Regions from separate parts of the Gossypium hirsutum genome. Here region 2 is linked to region 1. Evidence: chromatin contacts called from public Hi-C data. All regions are on one chromosome and are shown on one strand. Each heading gives the region's core, a stretch centred on a gene start, on an enhancer-like site or on the middle of the called end of the contact. The rest is flanking DNA. Distances are from core to core; before and after follow the strand shown.

Region 1 (6,309 bases), core at 3,690-6,189:
GGCTTGAACTACTAAACCATCAGCAACACCATTTGTTATCATGGTTGCAGCATTAAATCTCTTCATGAAATCATGGAGGGATTCTTTCTCCTTCTATCAGATGGACAATATGATAAGTTAAGGATTGTAGTGGGGTTTTGTTGACTAAAAATCTACTCATGAATAACCCAACTAACTAATCAAAGTTGTTGATGGATCCCGAGGGAAGCGATAGGTACCACTATCTAGCAGTGCTAGAAAGGGTTATAGAGAAGGCTCTACATTTCACACCGTCTAAAACCCCAAGAATGTTCATATGGTTGTTGTAGCAGTAAGCTAAATGGTCATTTGGGTCACTCGCACAAGTATAAGACAACTTGGGGAACTTGAAAAAAGAAGAAAGGTTATGGTCAGCACGGAAGGGGCTAAGGGTTCATTAGCATAACTCCAACAAACTTCATCATACTTAGAACCCTTAGCTTCTTGCAAGAACTTCAATATGAGGGTTGAAATTTGTTCTTCAACAGGAACAACCTTGTTTCAGGGTTCTCACTCTAGACGATTGATAGGCTGAAGATCTTGTACCACTTCATTATCATTGCAATCCTTCTTATCTTTACGAATAGTAGATTGTGTCATACCTTATGGTTCTAGCGGAAGGGGTAAACCACCACCTTTGGCAGCATCTTTGGCTGCACGTAACTTCGTGATAAGCTGTTCATTACTGGCATTTTGTTGATCAAATAAGCATTGACATTTTTTTTGTTCTTGGAACTAACATTGCTGAGCCAAAAGTTGTCCCTCCATAAGACGTATTCTTTCCTACATCTCAGTAACATGGTGTTGAGAACCAAAAAGTTGTTGTTGCTTGGAAGCTTGATCTAGAGAAATAGCCACAACAGTGGGTTGAGGTTGGGAAGCTAAACAAGAGAGAATTTGTTCTATAAGGTTATCTATGGGATATTTCAGGGTAGTAGGATATGATGGGGTGTTAGAAATTGAAGGAAAGGCCACAACCATTAGGTTAGCGGAGAGAGTATTGAGGACATTCAAGAGTTGGGTCAGGGCTTCCATGATGATCATGGTTGGGCGAGTTGATGTCTTGGTTTGTGTTAAGGGAAGTTCAATGTTGGTGGCGTTATTGCCATTCATTAGAATGGAGGAATTGGCAGGGTTGGCGTCGTTATTCTTATTAATAGGGTTATAGGTAGCATCATTTTGATTCTGAGACATTTTCGATCCACATTCACTGCACTAATTGTTGATACAATGTATAACAAGGGAAGAGGATAAGGAGAAGCAACAAAGACTTCATGGTGGTGCAGTGGATGGAGACTAGTTCACCTAAAGAGGCCAAGCGCCAGGACAGAGACAAGAGGGCAGGCAGATTAAGAAACAACTGCATAAAATAGCTTTAGGGTGTTAAGAGATCAATCCTTTCTTCATCGTTTGTCAAGGCATTTATAGGAGAGATCCCCTTATCCATTAGTATGACATGACGGGATATACATTTAGTCCCGTTAAATGCATAAAAAATAATCATGGGCGTGTATCATGAGACTTTATAAGTACGAGATTGTCATTCCTAAATGGAATTTAAAAGAAAATTCAAACTTAAAGAAAACAATTGAAAAAAAAAACCTTTTTAAAATAAATAAATATATATATATATAAAAGATCAAGATTAAGAAATAATTTAAAAGAAAATTTTCAAAATTTTAAAAGAAGGTGAAATGAAAGGGACTAATGTTGCAATAAAAAGAAGTGGAGAAGTGGAAGATCTAAAAAAATAATCAAAAAGTGTGGAAAGGTTTATGAAGCAAAAGCCGCCTCTGTTTTGTCTATAAAAAATAAAAATAAAAAAATTTCCTTTTATTTTCATTTCTCCCATTGAATCCTTCTCTCTTTAAATCGTTCTCCCCTACACTTTCTTCATTTACTGTATCAGTAGGTGTCCATAGTCGAAAAACTCAAGTTCTCCAATTTTCGGCGTCACAAAACTTGTATTTCGTTAGAAAATTCAAACTTTATAGATTTTTTTTTTATGATCATTTTCAAAACTCATATGGGAGTAGTGAAGGCCTCTTTGCGCGTAAGACTTGAACTCAGGTGGAGTTTGAATCTTTTGGACCTTTAAAAATCCAACATCAACTTTGACTAGAAATGAACTTGGGCTTGACCACTAATCACACTTAGTTTCGACCTTAAACAACAATTAATCTAAATAGGAGTGATGCTCAAACACATTCATATGGTTAGCTTTCCAACTAGTTGGCATATATGCTTTATGCAGGATTCTGTGTTTGGTATTTTGCTCCTTTTGTCTGATATATAAATCTGCATATCATTTCGATTTTATTAGGCAGCTAAATTGCCAGTAAATTAACTTAGATTCACCATATTTTGTAACCGAAACTTCGGATGTGGTCCGTACTCGGCCGCCAATTCACGAATCCGGCCTTAAAAGACTCCTTAAAGACTAACTTATAAAGCCAAGAATCTAATATAAGCAATGGTGTAAATGTAATGAAGCAAATTGATATCTTGGTTTCATCTAAACCCTTTTAATTGTCCAAAGAAACAGATGATAAGATTAAGTAACCAAAAGCTGCAGGGAATCAAATGAACCTGCATGAAAGAAGCAGCTCTAATGAATGAAGCCTATTGAATCTCTCACGGTTTAAATTCAAGAAAGAAAATTATTCTTGCTTGCAATATATCAAAGGCAACTGGAGCATGCGAAACTCGATCTTCGACGGTGACCAGACAAGTATTATACATGTAAGGGGCAAATAACATACAAAGATGGGTAAATGCTCTTATTTTTCAACTCCAAAAGACATTGCGGTTCCCACTGTGCAAAGAGTTCATAAGCATTCGAGAATTACAATGCAAAAAAAAAAACATATCAGCATGCCTGTTCTTAAACAAGTATATAGGAATGAATAAGGAAACTACTCATAATTTAATAATTCTTTTTAATACCTACAAGGGAACATAATTGATGGTGAAACAGGTTTCAAGTTCATTAGACCAAAGCATTGGCACCAGCAACAATCTCCAATATCTCTCCGGTGATTTTCGCTTGACGCTGCCGGTTGTAGACGATAGACAAGGTCTTTTTCAGTTCCTGGGCATTATCAGTAGCATTGCTCATGGCACTCATCCTAGCTGCAAGCTCACTGGCTAGTGATTCCTGCAAAGCCCTCAGAACCTGGCTGTTGAGATAAAGAGGCAACAAAGCATCAAGAATCTGAACTGGGTCCTGCTCAAACTGCAAAATGGGAGAGAAATCAGCTGTCTGAGTCCTCATAACTTCTCTCTCCACCGTCAGTTTCCCTTCCCTGGTTGTCAATCTGAAGAACTCATCCTCAGCAGCATCAACACAAACACCATTTACATCACAGATTTCACCCTTTGGTGACAGTGGAAGCAAAGTATGAATCACAGGATCAGACTTAACCAAGGATACGAATTTGGTGTACAAAAGCTCCACTTTATCGACTTCTTCACTAACAAAGAGTGAAAAAACATCATCAGCAATTGCCTGAGCTTCTTTAGCTGTAGGGAGTGAGCTACCATCTAGGAATTTGTCCACTGGGATGTAGGGCCTGCGGATGAAATATGAATTACCCTTTTTCCCCACACTGATTATTGTATAATCAAGTCCAAGCTGCTTCAATTCTGCAATTCTAGCTTCAGCTTTCTTGATGATAGCATTGTTAAAACCTCCACAGAGACCACGATCACCAGTAACAACAACCAAAGCAACTTTTTTGACAGGCCTGACGTTTGTGAGAGGAGCATCTATGTCTTCAGTCTGGAGCTGTTCATTGATGTTGTAAAGAACTTCAACCAGGGACTCAGAGAAAGGTCTGCCATTGACAACAGCTTCTTGTGCTCTCCTAACTTTAGCAGCAGCCACAAGTTTCATGGCTTCAGTGATCTTCTGCGTGTTCTTTACTGAATCAATACGGTCTCTAAGCTCACGAAGACCACAGTGAACTGGGGTTACAGATGAGGACCTGGAAGGGTTACCGGGGGTTGAGCTCTGAGATGGGAGCTGAAAAGGGCTGATGAAAGAACGGAAAGAGAGTGAAGAAGTGTCAGAAAGAGAGGGTTTTGAGGACACCCACATTGTCAGATTTGAGCAAGACATGGTGACAATGGATCCCGGAGCTCTACAAAGGATTGCAAAAGAAATTTACTCTAAAGAGAGCAAGAGAAAGAGCTTTTTCCTACAATGGCTTGCTTTTGTATTTTGATTTTTATCAAGTCTTATCCTTTTGTGTGTTGGAGAGTAGTTTCTGGTATGGAGGAAATCAGAGGGAATGTGTGGAAGTGAGAGGGAGGGAATGGATGAGGTTTTGGGATAAGGATTTTGAAATTTTGGTCCATTGATTTTTCACCATTACATCTTGATGGGGCCTTTTTGAAGTGGCAACCTCCTAATGGTTGCTTCTTGGATCTTAACTTGATAGGTTCCCTATTCTGAAAGGTATATGCCACTCCATGAATTTTGATACTTTTCAACCATACTTACAATATTTACTTGTGTTAATTTCCAGGAAATATGTGTGGAAAAGGTTTGTACCTGATAAGAAAAGCCATAGACTTTATGTTGCAAAAAAACTGATTTTCTGTAAAAATGGTTGGAGAACAGGTCAAAAGAGCTTTATGATTTGAATGTCTATCATACTTCCATACAAAATAATCAAAAGATTACATTTCAGAAAACAAATGCGTTGCCTTCGACATATTGCTGGTGTTTTATACCCTGTAACAATAAGAAATGAGGAAAAAAAAAGGAACAAAAAAGATGATGAAATTTCAAGGCCACACATTCATGGACCGATACATCATTAGTCAAAATTATGCAGAAGATCAATTCCAATTTAACAGGTCGAAACATCTTGCATCAGAACCGAAATGCTCCATCATCTTCCTAGATCAGTGTTGCAAGAGCTTTTAACTGTCAATGTCTACTCCTTTGAACCTATGAGATTTAGAGCTCTAGGTAATGAGAAAGGAAAGAACAGGCCAATTCAAGAACTTCCAGGCCCCTGAATGCATATCCAACTTATAAACAAAACAGAAACAATCATCATAACATCATCTTTTCCTAAAACTGTTTTTCGAGTAGAAAATTTCACTTAATAATACATACAATGGCATAAATTAGCAACCTGTCGTGTTCGACAGCTGCATAATTGGCTACAATCCACACCATAGGCGAAATCCCTATATTTATTTGACATAAAGAAAAAGTTCTCAGTTGTTCGTTATCTGATGACAATGAATAAGAATGAAGGGGGGGAAAAATCAAAGGCAACTGAACTAACATGAGTAAGAAAATATAAAAACTAAACTCTTGTCTCCTCATTTTCTTCCCCAAGGAGGGGTCTGACAATAGCTTGATACGTCTGTCGGTAAGGAACCACTCCGTTAAGCACCATGGAGTCATGCAATTCAATAACTTCATCTGCGCTACAATTCTTAGCAGAACATGTAATGAGCATCGCGTATGTTATAAAATCAGGAATCAGGCCCTCTAGAACCATTCTCTTCGTTAGTTCTTTTGCTTGTTGAATGCACCCACACTTGCAAAGAAAGTTTATCAATGTATTGTAAGTTACTGTGTTTACAAACCTCCCTACCTTTCGCATCTCCATTAACAGAGAAAATGCCTCGTCCATATTACCACAGCTGCAATAACCGTTAATGAGAGTATTATATGTTATAGCATCAGGTAAACCCAGACTCTTTAATGAATCTATCATCCGTCTTGCAGCATCCATTGACATCTCCTTGCACAATCCATTAAGAATAGAGTTATATATCACTATGTTGGGCTTTTTCTCCACCTTCATCTTTTCGTAGACCCAAACAGCACTTCCTAGTTTCCCTTCCTTGCAATACCCATCAATTAAAGCACCATAGGTGACCAAGTCTGGAATTAAACCACGGATGAACATGCTACCCACAAGTTGCATGGCTCCTGATAAATCATTGCTTTTACAAAGGTAATTGATGAGAATATTGTGTGAGAATGTGTCTTCAATGACATTCTTTTCCATAATCTGGCAATGAAATTTAAAAGCTTGCATCACATATCCATTTCTGCAAAGCCCCTGTATAAGAGTAGAGTAGGTGAATTGATCAGGGAATACATGCTTGTCAATCATGTCCGATAATACTAAAGAAGATCCCCCGATATCACCTTCTGAGTAAAGCCAATGGAGGATTGAATTATAAACAACTGTATTAGGCATCAAGCCCCTTTCCACCATTTCATCACACAATCTTAATGCCTCCTCCAAACACCCTCCT
Region 2 (6,559 bases), core at 95-2,594, 270 kb before region 1:
AATGAACCATATTGTTAGGGTCTTTCCAAGATAGTAGGGGCGTAACTAAGAGGCCGGTCCCTAAAATGGAAAATTTTTCATTTAGAGCCTTTACAATTTTTAAAATTTTAAATTAGTAAACATAAAATTGCACTTTGCCCCTCTTAAAAATAAAAAATTTGATTTAATCATTTAAAAGTTATAAAGATATAGGCTATTAAAATGGTTAAATTGCATTTTTACTATCGTAAAAATGACAATTTAATTTCGAACCCTAAAATTTTGTTCTGATTCTGCCCCTGCAAGATAGTCTATGAAATAAGAACCAACAAATTGAGAAGTATAAAGGATCAAGGATAAAAACTAGGGATATACTCACGTACCAAATTGAGAAGTAGCTTATAAGGTTTTCCTTGTTATCAAATTTAGCATTAGTTGAGATCTTACTAAAAATAGTAGTCATAAATGCAAATGTCTACCGATGGAAAAATTGTCTACTGTTCAAGCATTTACCTTCAGATCTAAGAAACTCAAAAACTTTCCCACTAAGCTGTAGTTATCTAACTATATACAATGATGAAACCAAAAGAGCACACATTATCTTAAAATGAAAGCTGCATTTTGAGCTAATGCTAAGCTTTCAAGATTTTATATGTACTTTCCTTTGTTCTTTTCTACTTTAACCTTGTCTTCCGAACCAACATTAAGTAAATGATGAACAAAAAGTAAGCATAAATAAAGGAATGTTAGCATGATTACCAAGAGATAAGGAATGGTTCATTTAAGTAGTTATAAACACTGATAATCAAGTTGTCATTAGTAACTGCATCGATATGAGGCCCTGGAAACTGCCCATTTATTAAGATCCCCTGCAATACAGTTTTTCCACATTCCAATCCATTACTCAAACACTTGCTAAACTAGTAGCTTTTAGAAACCAAAAAAAGAAGCCCAGAAAAGAAGAAAGAAAGTACCTGTTGCTTAACTCCAAGAGGGTAAATATCACCGTAGGTGACTTTCCAAGTGATATAACGATAAGGGTTTTCTCCATTAACGCCGAGGAACAAAATGCAAGCAATGAAGCAACAAAGGATAAGCTTGCTGTCTCCCATTTTGTTGACTTCGTTTACTTACTTTAGGATACAAAAGAAAAACAGGAAAAAAACAGGAATCCTGTTTTTGCAAAGTGTTAGATAAAACACAGATCTATAAAAAGTTTAAGGCACCATTGTTGTATCCTTTTTAAATCTTTCTTTCCCTCAGTTTATTCGGGGTTATTAGAATGAGTATGGAGGCAAAAGCAGAGGTCTGTTTTGTATGCAAGTGAAAAAAAGCGTTTTTTTTATAAGATCACATTGCATAATAGCTGTCAATGGGTTCCAATTGAATGCAATTGAATCTAGTGAGAAGCGGTGGTCCCAGCTTAATCATGTCCCTATTTAGCATCACATGGGTCGAGTTCATATGGTGGGACCGTCAGTAGCCGCTTGATATTAGCCCCTTCAGAACTGATAAAACGAGCTTGTGATATATGGAACATTGTTAGTAAAGGCTGTCAAGTCTAAGCAACAAGACAGGAATCAACCCCAATCACGTGCAAAGCTTGGACTTGCCTAAGTTCATGTGCCCATTGTCCGAATTTGGTAGCGAACAAGACTGTTGTGTTTTGATACTGATGCCGTCTTCCATTTTCCATTGCAATGGCACCATTAACAGACTGGAGAAAATGGTCAAAGAAAGAACCATTATTAGATTAAAGAACTTTCATGTTTAGATTACTTCGTGCAATACTCTGTGATGAATAAAATATATCGGCGAACAATACGGCGAGAAAAATGGTTGAAACATCCAATACCTTTCACATGGTGACAACCTAGGAAGAAATAGAACTATATCACGGGGTTCCATCCAACGGCCAGGTTGGCTGCTTTGAGAGTGGTTCACTATTATTGCAGTTGCAGAATGTTGATGGGTGGTATTCTTTAATCAACAAATGGCAAAGCATAAGATCCAACAATGAGGCGAGGCCACTGCAGTTGAATTAGATCACCCCATAGCTTTGGTGCACCTACAGGGATTGGGGAAACCAAACAATATGTAAAAGCTCCGGGATTATACTGTCCTTTATTGAAAACGGAGATAATGTCCATGCACTTAACATCTATATGAGGAGAGAAATGGATATTAAGGCTTAAAGGAAGTAGAAAAAAGTTAATGAATGCGTCTTACAGAAAATAAACCCGGCTCCCCATCGAAAGTCCAAAGTGGTAATGGAGATGGTGAGAGATGGCTTCAAAAGATGCGCGGTCATGCAGAAGCAGACGAGGAGTGGTTATATATTTGTACAGAAGATTAGGGTGTTCGGTGTGATTGGGTCCAAATCGCATTTTGTTAAGAATTTATTTTCCTCTCGTAATTCATGAAATAAAAATTTATTTAAAAGACTGGAAAAGCATGTGAAAAAAAATATCAGACTCTGACTCTAAGTTATCACTATTTGTCATTCTTCGCAGTTCATACAATAGTTTCTAAAAAAAGAGTAAATTTAATTACTTAATTGTTTAAATTGATTACTGCCTCACCTAGTATTTTTTTTAACTTTGGATTAGAATTAGTGATTTTTCTATAGTTAGTTTAAAATAGTTTTTTTGATTTATTTGCAACGCATGTTAAAATCTGGATGCTCAAGATGGTGTCAAGTTTGCTATAAATAATGCGCAAAAGTTGCTCTGTTTTAGTTTTCAAAAACAGAGTATCGTCTTTCTCCAACTTTTTATTTTATTTAATCTTAATGAGGTTTATATTCTATGTTATAATCTTGCTTAATTTGCTGAGCTTATAATATATGCTTTAAAATCAGTGGCGGACCCTGTATCCTAATCACGGAGACCTAGCTAAAATTCAATGGTTGGGGTGAAAATAGTAATTTATAGACCGAATTGATCTAATTCAGTTAATCGTTCAGTTAAAATTTTTTAAAAATTTTAATTAACCGTTAATTCAGTTTAAAATCGAATAATTAACCGAATTAACTGAACTTAATAAATAATATTATGTATTATATGTATTAGGCTATTACTAGTTCGGTTAATTCGGTTAAATAAACATTATAAATTTATTTATTTTGACATATTTTATGCTTATTTTAACAAAAAGCTATATAAATTTCGATTCGGTTCGATTCACTGTTTGGTTGACTAGCATTACAAGTATCATTACTTTTTCTCTTTAAAAAAATATCAATTGTTTTACTTTTTCATTTTTTGCAATCCTGAAATTTAATTTTATAAAATTATAAAAAAATTAAAATAACTGAAATATCCTGTAACAATAAGAATTAAAAAAAATGAGAAGACTTCATCGAAAACAAGTGAAAGAAAGCGGAACAAGTCATACATATGGCTAAAAAGCAAATAAATAAATGAAAAAAAAGCATATAAGTAACTAGCATCTAAAAAATATTAAACTTTTAGGTGCAAATTGATTTTCCAAATTCTACTAATAAACTATCGAGACATCTAAATACCTCTTTTTCATTAAAAAATAACACACTGGTAGGTTGAGGATATATCATTTAACCGATGAAAATGCCAGTATATAAACGGTAAGCTCAAAATTTGTATTAACTCTGCAATAGTCAAGAAAATAAGACAAGATGAAAAAATGAAAGAAACGGTAGAAATTCGAATTTTTTACTCTCAAATTTAGCTTAATCTTTTCATATTTTTAATACATAATATGAAGAAAAATTAGAAAGTCTTAAACCTTGGGCGGCATGGCCCTCTAAGTCTCTTAATGGCTCTGATGTTGATGGCCCTCCCCATCATCTCCAACATGACTCTTTTTTCTTGAATTGCAAATTTTATATGCACCTGCAAAATGCATCACCTTGAAGCTATGAACTATTTCGTGGTGCTTTTTTTTTTCTTTCCGTAGCAATCAAGTTGATTGTATCCAAACATGAACTCACTTTTTAGTTGTTCTTTACTTCATTTGATCTAAATCGCGTATTAATTGAGTCTGACATTGTTCAAATTAAGTCTACCCATCATTTTAGTTGTAGTTTACTTAAAATCCGGCCGTTGTCATGCCAAGTACAAAGGTGATGTTTTTTCGGATTTCATAATTGCATCACCCATGTTGGAGAAGCAATTACGTAAAATGAATAGCAAGGGATGGTGATTGTTATGGTCGGTGATGGAGATTGTTGATTTTTATTGTGGGTGTTGAATGGTTATGAGGAAAGGAAATTCTTATATTGTAAATAAATAAATAAAATGTTTTGGATTAATATAAAGAGCTTTCTGACTTTAATCAAAAATTAAAAAATGTCACAATAGTAATCTTTTTTTTAAATGACCAAAATAATAATGGCACTATTGTAGAGTGACCTATGGTATAATTTATCTTATTTTATTCGAGTAGTTTTTTTTATTTACTTATTTTCATATGAGTGTAGCATCACGATCCCTAGTCTTTGCTTTCCGATACAATGCCTAGAACTACCTATAGCCCCCCAACCCTTAAATAAGATGATAAACATGTCTTTAGTCTAATCATAAATGAGTAAACCGAGTGAAAGACTAATATATCGTTTATCAAGTCTAATTGGGGAGATGTTTTATCTTGGGAATCAGAGCAGATGACTCCTAAAATATAAAGAAATATATGTAACTGATTGGACTGACAATATATCAGACTGGACCTAAGAAAAATAAATCCTGAATCCATTTATGAATTTATTCACATGTGGCGTTCATAGTGTGACATACCTTAATCCCGAGTAGGTGATGGAGTATGTATGCATGGCTTGTATACTTTGATGTAAGTAAAAGCTTGAGTTCAGATAGATAAGGTGTCGAAAGCTGGTGTGTTGGGTATACGACTTCTGCAGTATGTAGCATCATTCACAATATTGGAATCCATATCCCAAGACATGGGTAAATGATATCCTCTTATTGGCACTACATGATAAATAAAAAGTAAACGTGGTCACAGGTCATTTGTCTTTGTGACGAATGACTTAATTATTATATGATAGTAACTGACTTTTCATGAAGAAAGATGTAATGGTTACCATGAGATAAAATAGGATAATATTGGAAGAACAAATTTATCCCAAAGAGATTAAGGATATTCTGTGAGGGTAACACAATTATGACAAGGTCATTGGACGAGCACTGATTGAGTAGCTTTCGTAATGGTATATCATTAGAGAGGGCTCATTCATGATATTATAGTGGAATGACTTTGTGATTAAATGAGTTTATAATTAATAAGCGAAAAGTTGGAACTTAATTATAAATCATTTAAGCCTTAATTATACATTTCCAATCGGTCCCACCGCTAGCTCGTTAAAACCAGAAATGAATTGCATGTTGAATCAAATAAAGTTAGAGAAATGGGTTACATTTGGAAATGAATGTGGTTTTTTCACCAAGTATGGAAAGGACCTGAAAATTAATTTATGGTTTTTCAAATTATTAATTAATTAATTAATTAATTGAATTTCGAAAATAGATTTAAATTAATTGGTCATTGTCAATCCGTTGAATGTAGAAAATTTAAATATATTTTATTATAGATTTTTTTATGATAAAGTTGTCATTATTTTAATGAAATTAGAATTTAGTTGAGAAAATTATTTAATTTAAATTAATTTAATAAATCATATTTATTTAAGGAAATAGAAAAAAAAACATGTATTGAGTTGAATTAAATTATAAAATGTTGAGTTAAAAGTTTAAGAAGCACATATAATTGGACATAATACAAGAAAGACCTAATTCCCTCCTAATGAAAACAAGGGGATGACAAACCCTAAATATTGTCACCTTTCTCTCCTAAATATTATTTGAGCTCTAGTTCTACCAAGATTCTCTTAACTCTCATTATAAATGATGACACTGGTAGGCTTTAAAATAGACTTTAGAAAAGAGAGAAACACAAGTCTCTCATAAGTTTTTAATATTGCTATTCTGCTAGAAAGTAGTAGAAATTTATTTATTAGAATAAATTATATTTTCTACAAATAACAATTCTACCAATTTTTATTTGAGGTAAAGTTTTACTTTCCCACCAAAAGAAAAGGAAATAATTTTTAGTTCTGTGTTTGATTCAAAAGTATTTGAGCCCACACTCAAACACTCAAAGCAGTTCGTGGTACAAGAATAGCGAAGAAAGTCATTTGGTTGAAAGCTAGGAACATTTATGATCCATATAGCCCAAAATACAAGTGCGATTTTGAGAATGTTTATTACTATAAATATCATAAACCAACTCAGTTTTCAAAATTTTAATTTTTTGTTGTATAAGAAAATCGTTTTCAAACTATATTTCTTTTAACAATTGGTATTGGAACTAAGTTGTACTATGCTTATAGTATAAACCGATACTAAATTTTTCTCTCTTCTTCATGCGATTATTTTTTTTATAAAATGTGGCATTCTTGTAATTATCAGCATGTTTAGGGATATATATGAGAATGAATGTATGTTATTATATATGATAAAGTAATTTTGAAAAAGTTGTGATTCCTAGAAATTTGGTTGTAATTATTATTAATTTTGGGTATGTAGTT

What was found. A called contact is a pair of places that touch in the nucleus more often than the background predicts.
Region 2: a contact with region 1 is called in a Hi-C map of leaf, with 2.0 times the contacts expected there. The contact joins the promoter of LOC107900589 here to the promoter of LOC107901956 in region 1. A contact is called at or near these places in 4 of 34 Hi-C or Micro-C datasets (callus and leaf).

The regions. Positions count from the first base shown.
Region 1 is chrD06:56,594,495-56,600,803 of Gossypium_hirsutum_v2.1, reverse strand. It overlaps LOC107901956 (ATP synthase gamma chain, chloroplastic), which reads right to left and starts at 4,939. Exons shown (of 2, transcript XM_016828144.2): 1 at 2,965-4,939; 2 at 2,773-2,833. The coding sequence starts at 4,138. The coding sequence ends at 3,008. LOC107901955 (pentatricopeptide repeat-containing protein At1g11710, mitochondrial) reads right to left here. Exons shown (of 2, transcript XM_016828143.2): 2 at 5,097-6,309. The coding sequence ends at 5,343.
Region 2 is chrD06:56,856,358-56,862,916 of Gossypium_hirsutum_v2.1, reverse strand. It overlaps LOC107900589 (L-ascorbate oxidase homolog), which reads right to left and starts at 1,344. Exons shown (of 9, transcript XM_016826245.2): 1 at 954-1,344; 2 at 739-848. The coding sequence starts at 1,091.